Linked DNA regions of Mus musculus: all the other regions are linked to region 1. The links are chromatin contacts, called in public HiChIP or PLAC-seq and Micro-C maps. All regions are on one chromosome and are shown on one strand. The core of a region is the stretch at or near the end of the contact, and the rest is flanking DNA. Distances in the headings are between cores, read along the strand shown. Region 1 overlaps Gm15270 (predicted gene 15270). Region 2 overlaps Gm15270 (predicted gene 15270). Region 3 overlaps Gm15270 (predicted gene 15270).

The links. A called contact is a pair of places that touch in the nucleus more often than the background predicts. HiChIP or PLAC-seq counts read pairs in DNA pulled down with a chosen protein or histone mark.
Region 2: a contact with region 1 is called in a Micro-C map of palatal mesenchyme, with 1.7 times the contacts expected there. The contact joins two enhancer-like sites. A contact is called at or near these places in 12 of 484 Hi-C or Micro-C datasets (the C2C12 cell line, MC3T3-E1-derived osteoblasts, adipose-derived mesenchymal stem cells and 8 more) and 8 of 115 datasets of contacts at active chromatin or transcription factors (cardiomyocytes, embryonic fibroblasts, embryonic stem cells and 4 more).
Region 3: a contact with region 1 is called in an H3K27ac HiChIP or PLAC-seq map of embryonic fibroblasts, with 22 read pairs. The contact joins two enhancer-like sites. A contact is called at or near these places in 1 of 39 promoter capture datasets (3T3-L1-derived adipocytes), 1 of 15 datasets of contacts at CTCF or cohesin (the NIH/3T3 cell line), 16 of 484 Hi-C or Micro-C datasets (the C2C12 cell line, Sertoli cells, cortical neurons and 8 more) and 3 of 115 datasets of contacts at active chromatin or transcription factors (embryonic fibroblasts and embryonic stem cells).

Annotation. Positions count from the first base shown.
Region 1 is chr10:24,571,923-24,576,061 of GRCm38.p6, forward strand. The region is part of intron 3 of Gm15270 (predicted gene 15270); the gene reads right to left. Among named protein-coding and RNA genes, the nearest start is that of Gm36089, 21 kb to the left of the region's middle. Within about 2 kb of position 1,794, at least 23 of the 459 cell types and tissues checked have an H3K27ac peak or open chromatin away from gene starts, as enhancers often do. A contact at or near this core is called in embryonic fibroblasts, fibro-adipogenic progenitors, palatal mesenchyme and 1 more, where this site is marked.
Region 2 is chr10:24,444,986-24,449,124 of GRCm38.p6, forward strand. All of the region lies in intron 3 of Gm15270 (predicted gene 15270), which reads right to left. Among named protein-coding and RNA genes, the nearest start is that of Gm40615, 14 kb to the right of the region's middle. Within about 2 kb of position 2,321, at least 86 of the 459 cell types and tissues checked have an H3K27ac peak or open chromatin away from gene starts, as enhancers often do. A contact at or near this core is called in fibro-adipogenic progenitors, palatal mesenchyme and uterus, where this site is marked.
Region 3 is chr10:24,490,922-24,495,060 of GRCm38.p6, forward strand. The region is part of intron 3 of Gm15270 (predicted gene 15270); the gene reads right to left. Among named protein-coding and RNA genes, the nearest start is that of Gm40615, 32 kb to the left of the region's middle. Within about 2 kb of position 2,365, at least 82 of the 459 cell types and tissues checked have an H3K27ac peak or open chromatin away from gene starts, as enhancers often do. A contact at or near this core is called in embryonic fibroblasts and uterus, where this site is marked.

The DNA of each region.
Region 1 (4,139 bases), core at 544-3,043:
CTTCTACATTATACTCAGGGCCTGAGGCATGCTTCCTATGAAAACGTTAATCAAGCACAAATACATGTCTTACAATTTGCTTTTATGAGTAGCTTCAAATTTTAGTTGATGGGTCTTTTTTAAAAAGTAATACTGCAGCTGCTATTTGATGACAATCAAGCTTTCCTTCTTCCAGACTGTTGGCAGACTGAAAAGGCATGTGGCATGCTGTTGGGAACACATTCAATGGGTGGGAAAGCCTAGGGTAGCACTGTTGAACTTGAAGCTGAAAACTATGGCTGTGTTTGTCAGGCCTTGAACATACAGAGAAAAAAAGCTGCTGGGCCTTTTGATGAAGATTTGCCTACTGAGGTAATTCTTGGACAGGAGTCAAATTACTCAGAAGAGAAATAAGTTCATGAAGAGCCAAATAAGTACATAGAGGGTTCTCCAAATTCATCAATTATACAACAATGAGCCCCTTAGAATGAGTTATTTCCCAGAGGCAAACTATGCGTTGTTTCATCTTTATTTCCAGAGTCCCAGGCACAGTGCCTGGTGTATGGTAGGCATTCTATAAACACTCATGCAACTGGGCTGAACCACACTGCTTCATGTCCCCTGCAATGGTCCCTTTCACCAGGTAACAGCCACACTTAACCTTGGCTGCTTGGTTATACAGGAGGAGCATCTCCAACCCCCACACCCCACTCCCCAACCTGATCCACTCCCCTAATTCTTATTCTATTGCTCACTCGCCTTCTCAGCCCCACACAAGCTGTAGTTGACACTTGCAGAGCTCACTGATATAAACAATACAGACCATAAACAATAAATTCCAGGGAGGGAAGGACTGTGGACTTTTGTTTTCCAGTCATGCGGTAAATATTGTTTTTGTTGGCTCTCAGTAAATATTTGTTAAAATACTGAGGCAGGAACCCATAATTTTCATGGTTTCCTCTCATGCTAATAATATTCAGAAGGTTTTAAATAATATGAAATAAATTATCCTTCGCATACTCACATAATAATGGGAACTAGAAAAGCAAAATGTTTTGTAAGGCAAGCCATGCAGGCAGGAAACACACTTGCAAGCAGGCACACACATACACATACACACCACACACAGAAACACATATATACACAGGCACATTCAGACACACATATACACACTCAGACACACATATACCTACATACACACATACCACACACACATACACAAAATATACACAAACCAGATAGACACATACCCTCTCACATACAAACACACCACACACACACATACATACACACTCACAAACACATACACACACAAGGCATACCATACACACACATACACCATACACACATATGCGCACATGCATATCATACACTCACACACATACCACACACATATACACACAAACATATACATATCACACACCCACACACAGATATTGACATGCAAACACACACACACCGTACACTCTCTCACACACATTCATTATAGACAGAAGTTACTCTTTATCCTGGAGACCACAGAGAAATGAAAATGTCTGTGGAGAACTATACTGATTTGTAGGCATTTCAAACACTTTCTTTAAAAAGAACAGACAACCCATTAAGTTTAACCTGAGGGAGTTTGTTTTTCTTATTGCTTTTTGTTTTTGACATAAAGTTAAAAACTCAAATACCATCAACTTCCTTATGCTTGACCCAATCACTCAGTCATCCGTAAACAGTTTCTCCTTGGCGCTGCTCTCTGCAGTCTTGGAATGAGAGAAAAAAGACCCCTGTTCTGATCTGAGCTGCAGTACTGGAGAGTAAAGAACGTGGTGAATAATGAGGCTCTTTTCTGGTTACAGAGAAAGAGCAGAAACTGAGACTGGTCACATTTAATCTAATACAGGAACATTTATAGCAAGCCAGAATACAGTATCCAGTTATTCAAGTCAACAACTTAATAAGCAAAATTCCAGAAGAATGATCAAGACAGCAGGGAGATCCAAGACAGTGATTGCTCTCATTCCGAGGGCCTTGTTTATGAAGTAACCACCTTGTTACAGAGCAGACACAGCACAAAACGATGCAAGAGAGACAGCCACAGCCCCTGCTGTCAACAATACACAAACAGGGATTCCCCAATCCAGCCCTGCACCCCCTCAGCCTGTACCAGAAACAGCAGCCCTGAGCAGAGCAATAAGGGCGCTCACTTTGACCCAAAAGGAATAACCCCACTTCATAATCAGGGTCCTTGGGGACCATGCTCTCTGCCAAGTTAGGTATCAATAAGTAAGAACAAATTAATAATCACTCCATTGATACAAAAGGGAGATCTGAAATGGTGGGTTAAGCACGGCACTGACGGCTTCCTTCCTTCCTTCCTTCCTTACTTCCTTCCTTCCTTCCTTTCTTTCTTTCTTTCTTTCTTTCTTTCTTATTTATTAATCATTTTATTCCTTTACATTTCAAATGATATCCCCCTTCTTAGTTTCCCCTCCACAACTCCCCATCCCATCTCCTCTCCGTTTTGCCTCTATGAGGTGCTCCTCCACCCACTCACCTACTCTTGCCTCACCATTTCTAGCATCCCCCTGCCAGGAGAATGATCAAGACAAGCAGAGACCTCCACAGGACCAAGGGTTTCCCTTCCCATTAATGCCAGACAAGGCCCTCCTCTGCTACATATGCAGCTGGAGCCATGGGTCCCTCCATGCGTGCAATTTGGCTGGTGTTTTTCTCCCTGGGATCTCTAGGTGGTTCAGTCCAGCCACCTAGCTCAAAATTTTTAACCCAGAATTGTTTCTGTCTAAAGGGAATGAAGGGACAAAAAATGGAGCAGAGACTGAAGGAAAGGCCACCCAGAGACCACTCTACCTAGGGATTCATCCCATCTGCAGACACCAAACTCAGACACTATTGTTGATGTCAAGAAGAGCTTCGTGGCAGGAGCCTAGTATGGCTGTACCCTTAGAGGCTCTGCCAGCACCTAACTAATACAGATGCAGATACTCACAGCACCATTGGGCTGAGCCCAGGGACCTCAATGGAAGAGTTAGGGGAAGGGCTGAAGGAACAGAAAGGGATTGCACCACCATAGTAAGAACAATACTATCAACTAACCGATGGCTTGCTCTCATTTCCCTTCCTCAGCTTTGATTGTTTAAGCTTTCAAGGCTGTCATTCCACTATGTATTACCCAGGGAATGTAATATGATTTTATATACAATTTAATCTAGCCTCATCCCAGAGCAAAACTGCAAACAAGAACAACAAATGAGCCGACAACAGCAAGGCACCTAGACAAAGGCTGAGGAAGGAGGGTCACCATAATTCGGAGGCATCAGAAGAAACTAGCCAACTCTCTGATTCAAATAGACAAGTTTCTGGGGGTTTACAAAGGAGAAGAGAGACCCATAGAAGAATAAGCAGGCTCTTACAAGCTGGACAAAGCTAAGATCCAAGTCCCAAGGGAATGAAATGTAAACACCAAAATGAACATCTGGGTCAGAGTCACATTTCCTTCTCTTGGTCCAATAGTACAAGCCTGAAGATCATCGTTATTATACAAGCCTGGGATCTCCGAGACCCTAAGGGCTACAGAAAGCTGCCCAGTCACTGAGAAGCATAAATTATACAAAAGATGAATTTGTATGTGTGCATGCATGCGCATATGTGCACATGTGTGTGCATGTGCCTGTGTTATTGGTTTATCATAATGAAAAGATAGAATATAAAAAGGTGTTTACCTTGCCCTTACCCAACATGAGCTGGAGGTGGGTTAGAAGGAAAAGTCTCCAAATCCAGCTTAGTTGTCACAGAGAGGCTAGGTTGCAAATGTGCTGTGCTCTACAACAGATGCAAAGGCAGTTAATGCCTCGGTCTGGAAGCCTTGACGCCGGGTTGCTCATCACTGATCATAAAGGGACTGAAGGCAACTAGAGTTATCCAAGAGTCCCCAAACTGTCTACGTATAATTTCCTGAGTGCTTTGACCAATTATCTATCTGGTCGCCACAGGCAGTGGTTCCTTGTAATGTCAGAATCATCCTGCCAGAAGTGTGAACTATGGCTTTAATCCCAGAACTTGGGGGGTAGAAGTTACAGACCTCTTTTGGGTTCAAGGTTGATCTAATCTATATAGAGTTCTACTTCAGCAAGGGCTGCATAATGAAACCCTGT
Region 2 (4,139 bases), core at 1,071-3,570, 130 kb before region 1:
TAAGAGAAGTTAACGAACTAAGTTTTCTATCAGAGACGTCTCTGTGGTGTGGTGATCTGTGTGGAGCTGCTGTTGCATGCCATCCTCCAGCGCCGGTCTGTTTAAAAGGCGCAGTGGCTGGGTCTTAAATGGAAGCTTCTAGCTTCTTTTATGAGTAGAAAATGAGCTCATGTCCCTAGCATTTCCTCTCTTACTCTTTGTCTAAACGATTCTTTCAGACTGATATCTAGCCACACCAGTCCCTGAGCTCATCATACTTCTGTCTCAGGACTGCCCCACTTAGTAAACAAAATTCTTACAAAAGCATCTCTAGAATTCAGTCTGCAGTGACAAAAAAAATAGAAGTGGAGCTCTGCCATGAACAGGTTTACATGCAGTGCAAAGCCTGGGAAAGAAGGCACAGAAAATGGGGAGTCGTGGTTGTGTGTGCCCTGGGCTCTGCTCTCCGCCATGGTCAATAACCTCTCAAATGCCTGCATGTGCTTCTGGTAGATCAAGAGAAATGGAATAAAGTTCTTCTCAGTTAGCTCCAACAAGGAGTGTGTGTGAGTGTGTGTGTGTGTGTGTGTGTGTGTGTGTGTGTGTGTGTGTGTGTTCATAAAGGTGGTTCATGTGTAGTCTGGTGAGTGTGCACATATATGGAGGCCAGAGGAAAACCTACTTGTTGGTTGGTTTGTTGGTTTGTTGGGTTTTTGTCTTGAGAAATAGTCTTTCACTGGCCTGAAATCTACCAGGTATGCTAAACTAAGTTGGTTTGCCAGTCAACTTCAGGGATCTACCCGTGTCTCCTTCTCCCAAGCACTGGCTTGTGCCAGCATGCAGGACATTTTGTTTTGTTTGTTTCCTTTCATTTCTCATGAGTTCTGGCAATTAGAGTCAAGTTCTCCTGCTTTTGAGACAAGCAATTTGCTTGGACAGTCAATGGACAATACTGTTCACAGCAGTGAGTAGTGTACACTCACTCTTTTGATAACTTATAGAGTTTCAAGTCTTGAAGAAAATAGAGCTTTGTCCCTGTCTTAGGACTACATCTGGACCACTCAGGTGAGTGCTTCTGGGACCAGCTCAACAGCTTTTCTCAATAGATTCTTTTCACAATTTCTGTTTATTCCTGATGTCAAAAGCTCTTCCTGGATAGCTTGCTTGAATTTCACTATTGGGTTTTTAAATTATTTTCCTTTATCCCACCCTCAGCTTAGAGGCAGTGTAAGCTGGATAGATCATCCAAACGCTATCTTCTATCAAGCTGAGCCATGGTAAATGTGCTTGGACTGAAGTGTCTGTGGTTTTACGTTGCATTCCAGTGAGGTGATAGAACCTGATCTCCCGGTGGAATGTTCTCTTTCAGGTCTTGCACGCCTGTGAGATAAAGGCTGACCCGCTGGCAGAAAAACTGAGCACTTCTTGATAGTGGCCACAAGAGAGGGCATTGTTTCTCTTAGAGCTAGTCCCCTCCCATCCTATCACAACTCATGACGTGTGCTCTCTGAGTTTAGAAATCCTAAGTTAATTCTTCTAAAACGAAACCTGGGCCTGAGTAATTGTGCCTATAACACCTGATATTCCAGTAGTGCCTCGTGCTTAATAGCAACAAGGAGCACTGATATAGGGTGACTTTCCACAGTCAACAGCTCTGAGTCCATGAGGGTTCACCAGTCCTGAAGTGGAGGAATTTAAAAGAATCTGTCTATACTGAACAAGTGTGACACCTTTTTCTTTCCACGACTCCCTAAAATATACCAGATAACACCTATTTACATGGTATTTATATTGTATCGATACTATGAGAGATCAAGAGATTATTAAAAGTATATGCACACCAGTTATATGCAAGTATTCCATGAGGAATGAGTGTACCATGCATTTTTTTGATTCATGAAGAGTCTGAGAACCAATTCTTGCAGATGTGCTGAGGTGGCTACAATAAAATCATCTACTAGGACACTCTTCCTTCCAAAAGGCAATCTCTTCTTAGAGACATTAAACAGCAACTTTATAACAGCAATTATGTTATAAGAAAATGTGTTCCATATAATTATGCCATAAGCAAGGGTTAGGGACATAAACTTGGTTTATGTTTGTCTCAGAAAGAACAGACAAGATTTTAAAAAGTGCAAGCACTCAGAAACTCCTGAGAAAGACCTCTCTCTGTGTTCACTTTGACCTCTTCTTCGAGGCATAGCTATCCAGTGAGAGGTGTGGAAGGGAAAAATCATTGAGCCCTGAGATGGGCTTTCCCAGCCTCCTGCAGAACGGTCTGTCCAGGTCTGTGAATCAGTGTCAGAACTGGGCAGGGCGAGGTTCCCCTATCCTGCAGCCTGTGATTAGGAAAGCATCCATCTGTCAACAGAGGCTCTCAGCTGCTTTTCCAGCCGGCTTCCACCTCCCTGACTCACTCAGTGATGCCACATCTAATGTTTATGACCTAACGCCTGATCACCATGGAACTAGCACAAACTGGAGACTGTTGAGGAGCAAAACCCACAGAGAGACTCTGGGCACTGCAGGAAACGAGAAAAAAGACCCTCATTCATGGAGACCACAGGAGAAGACAGAACATCCCATCCCTCATGTGGACACTTCCACCGGTTGCTAAAACGGATCCTTGGACGCTTTTGAGCTTCTTGAAGAACCCAAATAAGGACGTAGGGTGACCAAGGACAAACAAACACTGTGGCGTTTAGAAATGAAGACCAAGGAATGGGAGGGAATGTGTATGCGGCTATTTAATAAAGTTTGGATCACAAATTCAGCTTCCTTTCTTTTCTGCCAGCATGTGGCAATGGATGAAAAGAGAAAGGGCAGCGAGTGCCAGGAGAAAGTTCTCCCCAAACTGAACCTTGGGAACAGCCCCGAAGGTGTATTCTCCAACTGGGATGGTTGGTACAATGGTAAGCCCACACCTCCTTGTGAAACGGAAGGCCAGTGGGAAGGATCAAGTACTTTTCAGTAAAGATCTTCACAGTTAATGCTGTGAGCAGCGGCAAACTTTGGCACAGACACACGAGCCAGATGAGGACCCCAGTGGCATCAGCAAGGTGAAGTGTGTCTGACTTCCTGGCCTGCCATCCCCAAACTAATCAGGAGGGGCTGCTCTCCAGCCCTAAAGAGCCTGTATGAACAGAGTCTCCTGGAGTGCTTGCGGCTTCCAAGTAATGGGAGGATCTTTTTATAACCGTTGTGGTTTCATGTAAAAGGAAGCTTAGAATCAGTGGGAAAGGGAGGGGAACTTTTTGAGCTGCAGACCATCTGAAAGGGGGGAAATCATAAATACCAGAGTGTCTGATTATTTGAACGTCTCTTGAAGTCGAATAGTGAACCTTCTTCATGTTTGGCTTCCCCGCACTTGGCTCCCTCTGACAACTTTGCAGGCATCAGGGTCTGTCTGGAATTCATTCCAAGTTGGAGGGATATTTTTTCCCTTGACATTTTGCAGCTGAGGCGGCCCCAAGGAGGAAGCTGAAGAGCGTAACATTACCAAATATGTCCTTTCTCCTGCTTGTATATTTTATTTCCACAGGAAAAGAAGGCAGATTCAGGCCAAGAAGGGCTGGCCAAGAAGAACCGGGCCATCGCAGGCAGCTTCTGGCAGATGAAGACATTGATCAGTCGCCATAGTTCTCAAGAAAGGAAGCTGTTGGTGCCCACCAGTAGAAATCTGCTTTGCTTCAAGACAAATTCTGACAATTTTTTTTTACATGTTATCCCTCTGTTTCAGAAAAATTACCTGTCCTTGTGTTGGTCTCCTGTTCTTAAAAGCACTTGAGTGGGATTTAAAGCCAGTGTGTATTCCTTTAACTAAGCCTGTGTATTCTCCAACTGGGAGGGTCAGTCTACAGTGAGGTTTCAGAAGCCTCATCTATGAAATGAAGATGCAGGTTGCCCAAGTCACGTTAAATTCCCAAGACTGGTAACTCTAGCCTTATTTGATCACGTGCTTTAATCCCTTAAATTTCAGCACTCTTCCCAATATTTATGTATGCATGATTCAGAATTACTACAACTTGACTCCGTCTTACAAAACATATAATGGAATATGCCTATACACATATGCACACAAAATCAACGTTTAATATAGATGATTTATAAGAAATGAAAGGGAAGATGCTAGGCTAGGGATATGGTTCAGTTGGTAGAAC
Region 3 (4,139 bases), core at 1,115-3,614, 80 kb before region 1:
AAAATGAAGTGTTTTCAACTTGACAATGTTTTAAGCATTTTTTTATTAGTTTTTACATCATTCTTTTAACGATCTCTCATGCCTCGTGGACCTACTTTAGAAGACCTTCCAATTAAAATGTGGTCCAGCCCAATGTTCCTTCTAGATTCAGGAAGAGCACATAAGCTTTAATAGCAGCTGTACCTTCATCAAACGGCTCCATGTTTCTCATCCGGCCTGTCAGGGCCCTTGGTAGAACTTGAGAATGGGGAATAAGTTGCTGCCTCTGCCCATTTCTGTTTCCCAAGTATAAATAATTCCTCTTATAAACCAGAACCTTCCCTCAAGGCCTAGTAGAGATTTGACACTTCAAGAAGTTTTTTTCTTGATCTCTGAACTCAGTTCTCCAACACCAAGCCTGAGGTAATTGTTGTGTCTCAAAGCTCCCAGGGCCTTTGCTTTCCAATGAATAAAGAATAGAGTTCTTCAGAAAATACAGCAGCTCACAAAAGATGCGCAAGAATATCAGCCACAGATACAGCTCTCACATAGGAATACATGCTTGCACTGCAGAGTGGGCTACCCTTCTCTTCCACTGTGTGAAGATTCACATTGATGGGATTTATAAGAAAGCCTACAGCGCCTGTCACAATAGTTAATGAGTTTCTGTCTTGTCTTTTCCAACTAAAATCACTGCGGCATTAAGATTAGGTTTTCTTTTCTTTTTTTTTTTTTTAATATGATCAGTTGTAGTTAGAAACTGCAACCAGAAATGGTGATGATAGTGACTTCCACCATTGTTTTTATGTATCTCCTTTATGAATTCAACTCTTTGCTATCCTCTAACTACAGCAAGAGTCTTCCCTTGGGGACCTCTTGTGTAGTCTCTACAGTTTCCATGTATCTTCTTCCTGGTCCCTGCTTTTTTCTGAACCATTCCATCCCCCATAGCATTATTGCTCTTTCAATAAAGTAACGTCTTGGTATTCCTCAATCATGAGGCTGTGTTCCATTCCCTCATGGTAGCATAGCATGGCTACTTCCAAGACTTAATTTGCCCTATGTAGCCTTTAAGTTACAGTTAGAAAACCACATGGTTCTATGCATGTGTGGCAATCACAACTGCAATGGTCTGACCTAGAGTTTGTATACTTTAGTCACTTTAAAGGAAAGGGGATAAATGTCATAGCTGTGACTCATGCCTGTCTCAGAACAGGAGCATGGCCTGTACAGGGAGACCTGTGGAAGCTCTGCCTTCTTGGGGCGTGAGAGGAAAACTGGAAGCAGACAGAATGGCTTCCAAAGATGTCTTAACACTTAGAGAAACGGTCAAGTGGGTGCAGAAAACACTTATATCCCAAATCAGTAAGTTCTGGAAATGTTAAGATCTGTTTGTAAAATGCAGAACTCATGGGGAATTCATTTCCAACAGATTGCAGGATAGTTATGAACAGTCAGGAAAATAATTGATTACCATTGGAACAGGTTTTTTTTATAACTAATATTTGATCTTGCTTTCAAGTGGTCACTTTGAGATCTTCCATGAACTGCCTGTTTAAATAACCAACATACACTGTGCTCTTGCTTTCCCCACAAACCTCCATTTGTTTTTGTCCCTTAATCTTAACATCCATAGTTTTACACAGCACAGTCATAGTTTTACAAAGTGCACCACTCAAGAGTTACGAAAAATGAGCCGGGCATGGTAGCTCACACCTTTAATCCCAGCACTCGGGAGGCAGAGGCAGGCGGATTTCTGAGTTCGAGGCCAGCCTGGTCTACAAAGTGAGTTCCAGGACAGGTAGGGCTATACAGAGAAACCCTGTCTCAAAAAAAAAAAAAAAAAAAAAGAGTTACGAAAAATTACTCTGCCTCCAGGAAGGTCTATATCTGATCCCCACCAGATCAGACACCGAGCAATAAGAAATTACCATTGCTTAGAAATGTGATTTAGAACATGAAAAATTGCTCTCAATAAGCCTGTGGTAACTAAACCTACTGTCACCCAGCCTGGCTGATGACAAAACTATAAACTCTTGGCTCTACCTTCCTCAAATGTGTTTTCTGCTTGTCTCTCTACAGGAGTGTTCCCTGTAACACCAGGATAGCAGAAAAGAACTATTTTCTGATCAGCGTGTAGTACAGTTCTTGCTGCTATTTCTTAAAAAAAAAAAAGTATCAAAAATATCAATGACATGCATTTCTTTCAGATAGGGGGAAGTCTGTCTGTGGTTTAGCTAGAGGATTTATTGATAAATTTTCAAACAAAGGAGGTGAGAAAGGAAATAGGCCATCTAGAGCAGACCACATAATATATCTCAGTTCTTTTCATCCTCCTAACAACACAGTTATTACATTTAATACACAAGAAACCTAAGCGCCAAAGGACTCAAGCATCTTAGATGATTCACACAATGTCTAGGGAAAGGAGACTTTGACCTGAGCCTACATCGCCGCCTTCCCTTTAAATCTTCATTCCTTTCTCCAGGGTGGTCACAGACAAATTCTGCCCAAATTTAACCTAAGCCCTTGATCGTTTAAAGGTTAAAACCTGTCTCTGTTCAGGGAGTAAATCCCAGAAAAAGCCCTGCATGCCCAGTGCTAGCTGCATGTTTAACCTGGAGATTTGCTACAATAGCAGCCCCTCTGGAAACTGGCCAGGTCTTTAGCCTCCCTGGCACACAGCACAGTGACTCAGGTCAGACTACAGCCGCTCAGAACAAACCCTTCAAAACAGGACCTCAAAAATGTCAATGACTAAGGTACTATTGTTCTCAAATGACCTTGGTTAGGGGCAGAGACCACTCGTGTTCATAAAATAAAAAGCAATGCAAGATGAGAACGTTATGCTGATTGACTTCACTGTTTTCAAGATTTAAAAATAACATTTTTTGAAATTGTTTTGCTTTTGTTTTTGTTTTTATAGCGTTATCAGCTGATTATGGGATAGTCTGAGAAGTGGAAGTACTCCTTCAAATCTTGTTTCTTCCTCTTCTGAAGGACATAAAAGCTAAGCCTTCAGTGAAGTTGCCCTCTGAAGGCCAACGGGAAGTATTTGTTTTGTCTTATGTGTAAAACCGGAGTTAGCATCCAAAAGAACTAGATGTCCCCATGAAAAATGAAAAAGATCATGGTAAACAGCTGGAGAGAGCAGATAGCATGTTGCCCTGTGTGCATTCCTCACAGGCCCCTCACGCTGCTCCCTTCAGACGGAGAAAACATTTCCTGCCTCGGTGCATAGCAGAGGAAGACAAGAGGCCTGCAATGACCTCAGAAGGCTCTGGCAGTTTTCCAAAGGCCTTGAGCAGAATTATCTCAAAGCTTCTATCAATGCAGTGAGCCTTTTCGGTATGGTGTGGAACACTTCTGCACTCAACAGGATAGATAACAGTTGCTGTAGAGGGTCCTCTTTACAACCAATGGAAATATGTTCATCAGTGATGCAGAAGAGGGCATCATTATTAATAATACGTTTCTCTAACCTTCTTCACTCCTAGCCCACCATAATTTTTTAAAGGCAGACAGTAATTTAATAATGCCCATAATATGCTATAGAATATAATATATCCTGTCATTGAATGAATAATAGTAGTTGACATTATTCAAGCACGTGCTGCGCCTCTGGTACTGAGCTTAGAAATAGAGTACGAAGCATGCAAGTCAATGGAGCTGCTAGCCTATTCCTTATTCTGTGAGCCAGAACTTCTAGGGAAGCTCTAACACAGATCAGGGGTCAAACCTGCTCCCTCAGCATTTATAAGTCGATTGATTTAGATGTGTGTAGTACATATATAGCTAAGCTACTATAGAAGCATACAATAAAACTCAGAAATACACGAGAGTATGATAAAAAACTTAACATGTTGGGAAAGCAGGTATTTTTTAAAGGGCATGCAAGGCACACACAACCAAGACAGGGCTAAATAGTGTGCTTTAAATAATATTAAAGGGAATACAGAATTGAGAGGTAGAGAGAGCCATTTTTGAAGCCAGTCAGTGATGGTTCCTATGCAGCATGGCTTGCTGTGGCCTAAGGAAAAGAAAGCATCTAGGAAGACTGGATAAGAGAATGAGGACCACAGAAAGGAAGCACGCTGCCCATGCTGAGCAGTGAGCTTTTATTCCTGCACCCATTAGAGTGTTGTTAGAAGTCTACACAG